Linked DNA regions of Drosophila melanogaster: region 1 is linked to region 2. Evidence: chromatin contacts called from public HiChIP or PLAC-seq data. All regions are on one chromosome and are shown on one strand. The core of a region is the stretch at or near the end of the contact, and the rest is flanking DNA. Distances in the headings are between cores, read along the strand shown. Region 1 holds the start of PIP4K (Phosphatidylinositol 5-phosphate 4-kinase). Region 2 holds the start of RpS3A (Ribosomal protein S3A).

Evidence for each region. HiChIP or PLAC-seq counts read pairs in DNA pulled down with a chosen protein or histone mark.
Region 1: a POLR2A S2P HiChIP or PLAC-seq map of the Kc167 cell line shows a contact between it and region 2, with 5 times the contacts expected there. The contact joins the promoter of PIP4K here to the promoter of RpS3A in region 2. A contact is called at or near these places in 11 of 107 Hi-C or Micro-C datasets (the Kc167 cell line, brain, embryo and 4 more) and 1 of 6 datasets of contacts at active chromatin or transcription factors (the Kc167 cell line).

What each region holds. Positions count from the first base shown.
Region 1 is chr4:1,193,554-1,199,264 of dm6, forward strand. It overlaps PIP4K (Phosphatidylinositol 5-phosphate 4-kinase), which reads right to left and starts at 3,295. Exons shown (of 10, transcript NM_001038717.2): 1 at 3,155-3,295; 2 at 2,767-2,924; 3 at 2,612-2,709; 4 at 2,289-2,538; 5 at 2,107-2,237; 6 at 1,875-2,043; 7 at 155-306; 8 at 7-101. The coding sequence starts at 2,904. Mitf (mitf,) reads left to right here and starts at 5,299. Exons shown (of 9, transcript NM_001038719.2): 1 at 5,299-5,622. The coding sequence starts at 5,462.
Region 2 is chr4:62,607-68,596 of dm6, forward strand. It overlaps RpS3A (Ribosomal protein S3A), which reads right to left and starts at 4,601. Exons shown (of 4, transcript NM_001258475.2): 1 at 4,234-4,601; 2 at 3,499-4,132; 3 at 3,394-3,443; 4 at 2,619-2,915. The coding sequence starts at 4,574. The coding sequence ends at 3,667. snoRNA:CD-24 (a small nucleolar RNA gene) reads right to left here and starts at 3,039; the gene lies at 2,971-3,039. It also overlaps asRNA:CR43957.

The DNA.
Region 1 (5,711 bases), core at 2,045-4,544, 1.1 Mb after region 2:
ATTTACCTTCAATACTTGGAATGTCATATATATCAACTTCATAAACGACTTCCTTATACTGTGCACCTCTTGGAGAATCGGGAGGAGTGTTATACGTCCAGCTTTAACAAGAACTGCGTACATTTAAGGCTTAAATAAAATAATTTTTATTTACCGTTCCCCGCTATCGCATTCCTCGCTTTCGCTGTTCTCACTGCGACCAACAGTTAGTATATTATCTCCCTGCAAAGCTTCCTCCTCTGCACGAACACAGTCATGCACGCCGACCAACAAAGAGTAATCCATAATGTGCAACTTGGTTAAAAGCTAAAATAAATTATATGTCACCATATGCTATCAAAAAGTATTGGTAATTTATATTTATAAATAAATAAATTATCAAGTCATGCAAGACATAATTATATCTACTGGTTATATAGGTTAAACTACAACAATTTAAAGGTTTTTAGATAAATTTGTTCAGATTAAATGGTTTTCAAGTACCACTTCGTAGGACTTTTTTTTATGAATTAGATTTAACGCAATATGCTTGAAAATGGCAGCACATTCGTATGATTTTCAAGACCTGAAATTTATATAAAATGTGCAAGGCGACAAATTTGTAGTCCCTATGAATTAATAACATTCAAGATATGTAAGACGATGATCCTCGATATGTTAATTGCACTCCTTATAGCACTTACAGCTTCCCAAATTTCGATGTTTCAGATCGATTCAACAAGTCTAGTCGTCGCAAGCTGAATACTCTAATGACAAATATTCTAATATAAAGTCATTTTTGAAATTTATTTTCTGGTATTATGTACATAGAAGATTAGGCTATTATTATTTCTAAGCTATATTTAAATAAAAACAACGTTAAGGCAATTCAAAACAAATAAATTTGTACATGGTGCCAATTGATCAAAAATAATGTAGATTTAAAGTCTAAGAACTTCTAAGATGAAGGGCTTATTTCGTCAAATTTACAATGCATGAGCATACGTACAGTTGTCGGCTGTCACTGTACGCGTAGAAAAGAGCTGCTGGCTGTAGAGATTTCCGCTCTCTCGCTCTTGAACAAAAATTCGAGAGAGCCTGGAGCCACCTCTAAAGCCACGCCAAAAAAATCGTATGGCGTTACGCATCTTGTTATTCTATAGTCTTTGGTAAATTGGTATACTATATTGGTACTATTGGTACGCGTAGAAAAGAGCTGCTGGCTGTAGAGATTTCCGCTCTCTCGCTCTTGAACAAAAATTCGAGAGAGCCTGGAGCCACCTCTAAAGCCACGCCAAAAAAAAATCGTATGGCGTTACGCATCTTGTTATTCTATTGTCTTTGGTAAATTGGTATACTATATTTGTTGGAAAGTATATAACAGGTAATATGAAGCGTTTCGGACGCTATATTCCTGATCAGGATCAATGTCTGAATCCGAACGTCAATCCTTATGACCGCCTTGATCTCAGAAACTATTAAATGAAGACATGAAGATTTGAACTTTTGAATATTGTTTTTATATTTTTTCATATTTTTTTTAGTCTTGTAAATTTCTATTGATATGCCAAAAAACTTATTGCCACCTGTCGCCCACATTTATAACAAATTTTATTTAATTTTATTAGTTGTGTCGCAGTTTCTAGCGAACTTCTTCGTCCAGTCAATTCACATTTTTCTCCTCCCATCTAATGCCGTTAATATTAGGGCAACTAGTTGGGGAACCCGACTATAGCGTTCTCCCTTGTTTCTCATTTGATTCCCCAATTAAATTTCGCTTTGACTTTCCACTAGCTGAGTAACGGATATCTGATAGTCGGGAAACTCGCATTCTTTCTTGTTTAAATTTTGATAAAAACAATTATTATACGAATAAAATAAAAATTTTTGCTTACATCCACATCGTTGCTCAGCGTGTCCATTAGTTTGTCCTTAGCTTCCTTTCCAATGTCTAATTTCACTTTTTGTTTTATAAAATCATTGTCCTTGAAAGTCGGCAAATTTTTTTCAAGTTCCTTTTCTGATGCTTCCCGATCAACGGTGCTACCTTTTAAATCAAACTTTCTATCGAATAAATAATGGTTATACTATACATATAATCGGTGTAACTTTCAACATATTTCATACTTGTGTATTGTCAAGTGGGAGCTGAAAACATTCCTCATGACAACGAAGTAATATTGCACGCTTTCTACAGTGATACGATACATTCCCAAGTATTGAGGTAACAGCGTTTTTCCGTGTCTCTCCACAACGTACTAAAAATTATAATAAGGATATTTTAGTCAATTAAACCATACTTTACTCACCGGATGGTATTGCTTTAAAAATGCGTGCATTCGTTCAATTTCTTCCGATGTCAAACTTTTTATTATAAAAAACTTATCATAACTCTGATAAAATTGCGCTCCTGATTTTCCAGACGAATCAATTTGAATAGGTTGGGATCGAGTTAAGGACTCGCGGTAATCAACATCATCAACGCCAAATCTTTCACGTAAATTTCGAAACACAAGGGGGCAATATTCCTTGACTTTGAAATGTGACGGCATGTTTTCTCTGTAGTGGATATAATAACAGGAAAATACCAACGATTGAGAATATCAAAAATGTATTTGTTTTGGTTTCTTACTTATTAAATAGATGATTATCCACCTTAATTTTAGAATAAGCTCGAAAATCGTCCGGCAAAAGCATTACAGGTATATTAACGTGACTTAATTCATTAATCTGGAAATATTTCAAATTAGCTTATCTTGCCTTTCTTGTTTAATATTTGTTACATACAGTGTGATTTATTCCCCACATGAACACACTTAAAATTGGTTCATTGGCTCTAAATAATTTAACCTTTTGATGCTTAACCCTGAAGTGCTTCTTTTTTAAAATCCGGGGCTGGGATGACGATGAGATCTTTTTTTCCATATTTTGGGTGGCTAAAATTACTAAAATCAAAAATATAGTTTAACATTACTGAACAAATTAAGCAAAGTTAAATTTAGAGCTGATGAGCCACTTAAAAAACTAATATTTTTAATAATACATGCTGTAACATTGAATATATACATTCACTTATATATCTATATACACATATAGCCCAAAATTGATTAATACAATGTATAGAGTTGCACGTAAATTGTTTACCAATTTACATTAAACAGAACTTTGGTATTACATTTTATTGAAAACTAAAATAACCCAGCGTTCATAATAAATTTAGTTTACTTTGCAGATATGATTATTGTATTTTACAATGACTCGCAGGCTTTTGAACAGACAAATTTGTAGTTTACATAAATTTATAATATGAAATACCTTATCGATAAATTCAGATATGTATTTATTGTTTTTTATATCGGCTTATGAAACGCCGTTTCCACTTAAAAGTAATTCTGATATCACAAACTATTTAATACTTTAACTCTTAAATCTTCTAAATACTTCTATGCTTCTAAAAGGACTTCAGAGAGTTGAAAATCTTTTAATAATAGCAAGCAATACTCAAGAGAAACAATTTAGATCAAACAAAGAGACTAACCGCATTGTATATTAAATATAAAGGTTTTTGTAGGAGTTGTTTTTAGAAAACCAAAAGCACGTGCTCTGATATGAAGACAAATTTAAAGTGGAACACAAATGTGAGTTGATCGAAATTCTCTGCCATATTAGCGCTCGGGAAAAATTGAATTTATAAAATAAAATATAATCGGGCAAGCTCCGGTATTCGAATTCGTAAGAATTTTACGATTTCGATTTAAAATCGAAAAACTGGTGCTCCTGTGTTCGAATTCGTAAGAATCTTACGATTTCGATGTGAAATCGAAAAATTGGTGCTCCGGTTTTTGAATTCGCAAGAATTTTTCACTTTTGTTTGGCCGAAATGAAAAGTAAATGCCTATATTTATATCAAATCAGATCTTAGTGGTACCTTCTTTACTCCACATCACCCCACAAGATCATTCTGCCACATAGATATCTTATAAAATATTTATTTCTGATTAAACCTCAGATTTGACAAACAACATGTTGCCTTCGGCTACAAAAATTTTCGATCTTTTGATTTGTAAAACGGGCACTTTTGTTTGGCCATAACAGATCTTAGATCTTAGTGGTCCATTGTTTACTCCACATAACCCCACAAGATTATTCTGCGACATAGATATTTTATAGAAAAATTATTTCTGACCCCACCTCAGATTAGTGGTCCATTGTTTACTCCACATAACCCCACAAGATTATTCTGCGACATAGATATTTTATAGAAAAATTATTTCTGACCCCACCTCAGATTTGCCATACAAAATTTTGCCGTCGGCAACAAAAATTTTCGATTTGGCAAGAGGTCATATGTACGAAGGTAAAAATACTTATAAAATTTAAAAAATTGTGAATAAGATGGCCGCTCTATGGTCTGAAACAGCTGTTTACTGTTTATGAAGCATCCCGATATCAGAAATGTTGCGAAAACCAGAGCACCTAAAAACGAAATCGAAAGATTTTGCCCAAATCCAAAAAATGACCATTACCAGAGCATGCCGGAATAACTTCATTAGTTTTTATTAATTTGTTTTTAATCTGTTTACACCGTTACTTTACGATTCGGCTTGCCAAAGATAACTTTCTTAATTCAATTACGAAAATAAAGCTGCATGCTTTATTGTTCATGTTTTGACAATAATAAAAGCACAATAAATATTTATTTTTAACGTTTTATGAATAACGTTTATGAATATTTTGTAGAAAAAACAATGCTGAAAATATCTTTTGTGTTAGAGTCGGTTAACACTTCCCCTTTTCAGTAGAGTCGGAAAAAACTGAAGTACATCGGATAAATAATCATACCAAACTACTTCATTCTGTTTAAAACTTTCGATTTGATAGCTGTTTTGTATTTTAATTTTCTTATTTAAAAATATATATATTTTATATATTTCAAAGTGAAATGTAATATGATAAGTTTAAAAATTTAAAATTAATCTAATAAGAAAAAGAAAATCCTAATAAGGGGAAGAGTAAAAATACTTAAAAACTTTAGGAGAAAGAAACTTTAGTTGTATCACTTTTGTCTAAGAAGCCGCTATATATAGCTTGATTTCTTTCCTTCATAATATGATAATTATGCAAATTACATATATTTAGTTATATTTAGTTAAATTGTCGTTGTACATTGAATGATTTTTTTTACTATATTGATAGTAAAATACAAGATAATTATATCTTAAAATTTTATTGAGATACTGGCAGTTCTCTAAGCTCTTTTAACATCACGATATATGTGCGATCACTTACTGTCATATTCTCACCACTATTAAAAGCTCTATACGTGTTATGAAACTTTAGGTATTCATTAGTAGTTCCGAATCTTTAACTGCTGAGGCGAAATTATGTGAACTTCATAATTAGTAAAAAATAAAAATTGTTCTATGTATATTGTTAGTTGGGTATATAAAATTTCCTAAGTATAAAAAATTTAATCCTAAATATGACGGAATCTGGAATCGATTTGGGCTTTGATATGGAGTTTGATCTAAATATAAACTTGTTGAATGATAACGACAATATGGATTTCTTACCAAATGTTACTGAGAATATGGAGTTCTATGAATTGAAATCATCATCACGCTGTATACGGCATAATGAAATGTAAGTATCTTGCAATGTAAATATATTGCACATTAATATACAGTCAGCGTTGTCAATGCCTGAGCTTATGTTAATATTTATTTTAATGA
Region 2 (5,990 bases), core at 3,351-5,850:
TACATATATTCCTGAACAGGATCACTGGCCGAGTTGATCTGGCCATGTCCATCTGTCCGTATCGCCGTACTCGTCCGTACTCGAGACTTATAACATCTAAAAAACTGATACTTAGGCATGCAGTGCAGAGCTTTGTTTCCAGCTGTTTACTGTTTGGAACATTTTTTTTGCTAATTTTCTTGGTTACTTCAATCGGTATTTCAAATATTTTTCTGTCACACCCATACTGTAACTCCCAATTTCTATCAATTAAAATTAAAATTAATTTGATAAATTGAATTCATTGCCTTCATCAAAATATTTAATTGTTCTACGGACGTTTTCTACTGACATAATTTAAAATGGAGTTTTTATTTTTTTATTCAGCGAGCCCCACAGACACAGCTGTATCGTCTCGATTCGCAAGATGTGATCCAGAAAGGAGAAAATATATAAATATTAGTAAGATCTTAGTAGATCTTAGTGTGTGATAAGTTCGAATTGATTGCTGTAAGAGCCCCAGAGTAAGCGAATAAGCTCACATATATTTATATATATTGATTTGTGCTTATTAGTCTACTGGAATAAAAAAATGTGTGAATCCCAATTTGGGCGCCGTTAGGCAATCAGAAAGAAGTTTTTTTTGAACCATATAACGTTTTTTTAAATGTACGTATTGTGGACTCCACGCAAGTTATCCATACTCAAGAATCGGACGAACTAGTGAAACGAATAAGCTTTTGGTCATGTAAGGATCGATTAAATTCCTTGGACCACGTTGTTATAAGCCAAGTATCAGTTGTCGTCATATTTATCGCATGATACTGTAGTTTTAAAAATTAATTTTTTATCGGTTTAAAAACGATTGAAATTTATAAGAAGTATCGATAGGTGTGTAGGCCAATACCGATTTTATTACAACCTTTCCGCACTAAACTAAAATACATATCGAAGAAAATGTAAAATAGGAAGACTGTGTTAAAACCATTTTTTTTAAAATAAGCAAAAAATTTACCGATGAGAAAATATCATTAAATAAAATCTATTTGGCGAACACACTATATTTGTAAATTTAAGAATTCTTAAGAATTCTGACCATGTATACAGCTACGTTTTTGCTGATATTGCAAACGAGACATCCTTCTGGCAATGGGTGCACAGGGGGTTGATGCAATTTGTTTTATATTCTAGTCTATGATTTTATTATATTTATTTATTTATTATTAAATTTAAAAATATTTATCGTATTCTTATATTTATATATACATTCTTTGAACACATCGTAAGGTGAGGTAATAGATCGATACGAAATGATCTGGCAAAAGCTATAGACGCAGGAAGAATTCATAACAATTTCTCAGTGTTAATTTTAATATTTGTGCACCAATTGCATGAAAACATGCTATTAAGTAGTTGAACAAATCTAAATGAAAAGTTAATATGGGATGCAGTTTGCTGTTTATAGATTTTTATTAAAGTAAAAAAGAAAAACAATCCATAAATTGTTAAGTCAAAATTTATAGGATAGCGCCACCTACGATAATTAAAGTTTTTTTGATTCATTTCGAAAAAAATTAGATGATTAACACTTAAATATTAAAATTAGAATATTTTTAAAGGAAATTAATAATGAGTTGATCAGCCTTTGTTTTCAAGGACTTCACACATTCGTCAGGGAAGTGAATCATATATTTTTTGTAGGTAATCCAAACTAATCGTGGACCAACCGAGTTTTATACCGGTGATCCATTCTCTTGAGATGCATATTGTATACATACCACTGTCGTATACCTTCCCAGCCAACCATCCCCACACGTTTTCTATTTTATTAAGGTCCTGGAAGTATGGTGGCCATTCCTCTTTACGCAAATCATGATAGTAATGACTATAGTGGTTTGGTTCCTGCAGATTAATTTCTTCTAGTCCGAAAATACAACATAATGCCACTCCTTAGACCAGGCCATATGAGCTCGAGCAAAACTAAGGTGTGCTTTTTTTGCCACTTATTAAGAGGTGTTTTTTTTTTAAGTTTTTCGTGTTTTAAATGTTTATCTTTCTTAATCACCCTTTGAATCAACTATCAATTTTTCCGGAGGAGTCGTGGGAATTGCTAGGCGTTTGACGTATGGACCCTCGATCTGCCGCGTTAAAGACACTGTCATTGCCACCTTTATGGTTTTTCCTATAATTTTGCGATGTCTGCCTTTTTTCTGCAATAATGAAAGGACACTCCGCATTCATAGAAAGCTATGATTTCGGATCTTTCCTACAAGGATTACATTGTTCCTCTTCCCAATTATTTCGCAAAATTTTCAATTAAACAGCATAAAAAATTGTGCTGTCCTACCATTCAAATTATGGAAGATATTCAAAATTGCATTTGGGGGCGGTAATCTGATGATGCAATATACGTGTCCAATTTTTGTCGAAAGTTAAACAAAGCAGAATTAAAAAGATAACGGTTCTTCTCAGGACGTCTTTTGTAATCCGCAATGATAGAGGGAAAACAAAGCAGCATAAACGGAAACAATTATTTACCAACTAAATTTTCTATCAAAGCAGTTGAATCAACCAGTATAAGCTTTAGAGGCTCTTACAGATTAAGTCCAATTGCACATATTTTCATAGGCTAAAACAACATTTACCCGTTACTTAGCTAGTTAATTTTATAGTCAAATAAAATCGTGTATCATGCCTATGTGAATGTCATATTCAAAATAAAGTTACATATGTAAGTAAACCATATATTTTTAAATTTTTTTTGATTTTTCATTTCATTTGGATTAATCGGACAACCAAGCTTATTTTAAAATTTCCTTGTATATATCGTAGTCGTCTTCACGCCATCTCCAGTAGTATTGGAAATGGAATCCACCAAAGTGTTTGACATGCTTACATAGTTGGGGTATATATTGATTTTTATTCAATCGACATACCTGCGAAAAAGCAAAGTTTTATAAGTAAAATTCTTTTATTTAAAAATTATATTTAAACAAATGAATTTCAGCACTTTAGCTTTCATCATAAATGACAGAGACGAAAAATAACAACATCATATTAAATAATAAAAGTGCAATAATATATGCAACAATTTCCTTCTTATAAATCTTATAAAGTTCTTTAAAACAAATATGTTTGTAAAATACATCTAGTTACAGCTACGTCAAGATGACTTATATGTAGCCTGTAATATAAATATACTTTTGTAAAAAAGTTAAAGGGATTAATGTTTTAAAGAAAATATAAAAAAATTTGTTCAAATTTTCGAAAAAAAAAAGCTAAAAATGTTTTTTTTTTTAATAGGAAAGCAATCTAAATAATTTAAGTTTAAAGACAAAGAAATTATAAGAAATTGGCTTCTGTATTGCACGTTTTAATTCTCATTGGAATTTATAAATTAAATGCTTTACATACCTGTGAATTTCGGCTTCTTTGTATACACCTCGATCGTTACGAAACGTAGCCTATATAATATACAAGTAAGTGGAGGCTTAGCATAAAAATGTTAGATTTACATACCACATTCAGGATGGACGGCTGGAACAAACATATGCCTAAAAGACGAAAGACTTCCCAAAGGCCCACAAACTAATATAACAAGCCAAGAAAATAGTTTATGCAATTTGTAGAGAAATGTATTTTATGTTTGAATGCAATACATAAAAAAATATGCATTTCATATTTAATTTAAACAGCTTCCTGTACTGGGGGCTCATAACCTTCAGGGCGGTCGATTACGGCTCCCTCGGATGAAACAACGGCTTCCACGGATTTGCCACCGCCATCGCCATGCAATTCCAGAAGCTTTGAGACATCGAAGCGCGGTTTCTTCAATACCTTTACTTTACGAATGTAAACATCATGTAATGGATATATGCGCTGACAGCTTTTTTCGATATCTTTCGCAATCGAGTCCAAGGCCAGCTTGTTAACAAGCTGCTTTAGATCGGCACCACTAACTTCATTAGTAATAATGTCGGTCATGCGAGCACGAATCTTTCGGACTTGCGATTGCTGAGCATAACATGTTTTGCGCTGAGACTGCTGATCCTTGGCAGTAAATCCGATACAAAACACTCGCAAGAGGTACCCATCTACAGTCTTTGCTTCGACAATAGCTTCAATTAGTGTTTGCCACTTTTTAACCATCGACCTAAACAATATTGAAATGTTAGTAAGCATTTACATTTATACATGCAAGTGCACATTTACAAATATAAAGTCGAGACTTGTGCATTATAGACGTTTACTAACCTGTACTTGTCCGTAGTCAAGTCCATTCCGTGAAAGTTACAGAGCACATTACGGTCTTGAACATCTTCTGCAATAAGACGGAACTTGCGAAAAGAACGTTCTGGATCAATATCCTTTTGCAAGTCTGCTAAAGACACTTCGAAAACGCGACCCTTCAAATAATCCGATGCTATTCTTTGACCCTGGGTGCGGTTTACAAGTGTTTTACCGATTTGACGGGTTTGAAACATATTCGGAGCTTTGACATCGTACCAGTCCTTGCGAGAAAACGGGTCCACCACCTTCTTCTTACCGCCCTTCTTACCACCCTTGGAAAGACCTTTATTTTTGCCGACTGCCATGTTCAACTAATAAACCGGAAAAGGTCGAATCACGTTGACGACGTATGTGGAAAAAAGGAAACCAGTGTTGGTAAAGGCCACGAGTGTCATTTTATAATTTGAGACCTGTATGCAGTAATATGTCCGTGTTATATCGCTTTCTCATTGTGCTGCGTTCCGAAAATTTTTTGGAGCACTGTGTACACGATTACTTTTTAGTGAGCCAAAGGATATATCTACAACTTGTATTATGGGAAGTACAAACTACGAAATCCTTGTAAAATATACCTTAAAGGAACAGTTACGCTTGTAGTTTAATAAAATATAAACAGAAAACAGTAAAGAGTAAATGTCGTGACCAACAAATTTGTAACTGTAATACATAACAAAAAATAGAAGAGCATCAGCCGTTCTAAGCTGTTTTTTGCTCTAGCTATTATTTCTATATTATAGTTTTAGTTAATTTCTAATATGGGGTTTAATTATTATATTTGACGCCTAATCTTGATAAAAATTAAATTTCATTAAAACAATTCTATGTTTTGTTAGTTTTTTAATTGTTACCATTTCTGTCACTCGTAATAGAAGCGGAAACAATATGTATTTTGGTCACGTTTATTGACCATCGCCACAAATGCAGCCGGCGTTGGTTCACTTCTCACGACTAATTTTCATCATAGACGGTAAAAATATATAAGAAAAATATAAACGCAGTGAATAAATGTTTTGGGTAAATTCATATTTGCATTTTATTATTTTTAATCTTCCATTCCAATTTTTTTGTAAGCAAAGAACGTCTCATTATCCTGAAATTATTCGATACGAGCCAAGAATTATAAAAAAAAATCATTTTGTAAAATGTCTTAATTTTGTTTTATTTTACTATTTTTGACTTTTTTTTTTAGTATAAAGCAAAATAAATAAAAAAAAAAATAAATTTTAAAAATTAAGTGAACAAAATTAAGCATTTAAATGATTTTGTATAAAGCTAATATATCTATGCTGTTGCTCGAGACCGGCTAAGCCATAGGGTCTTTCCAAAATACGTAGAACTACAGCTTCATTACAGAAGTTATGGGCGTACGAAATTGATCTCTTTTTTTTATTATGCGTGTTCTCCAAACATCCAAATATTTTTAACAAACTGAATCTGCATGCCTAATTTGATTCCATTATATCTCGGCGTCGAGATCATCCCGCCTTGCGGTCAGTTTTTTTAATTGGGTCCAAGGCAAATTTTAAAAGTGTGCGTATCATATGATATCGTTTACCATTATCAATAACATCACAGTTAAATTGGAACAGGCCCAAGTGTTTTTAAATACATTTTTATAATTAAAATGAAGAAAGATTGATAAATGTTTTTAATTTTTGTATTGGGGCACACCATACAATATAACTTCATGAATTTTAGGAGGATGCTAGGCAACTGCTAGT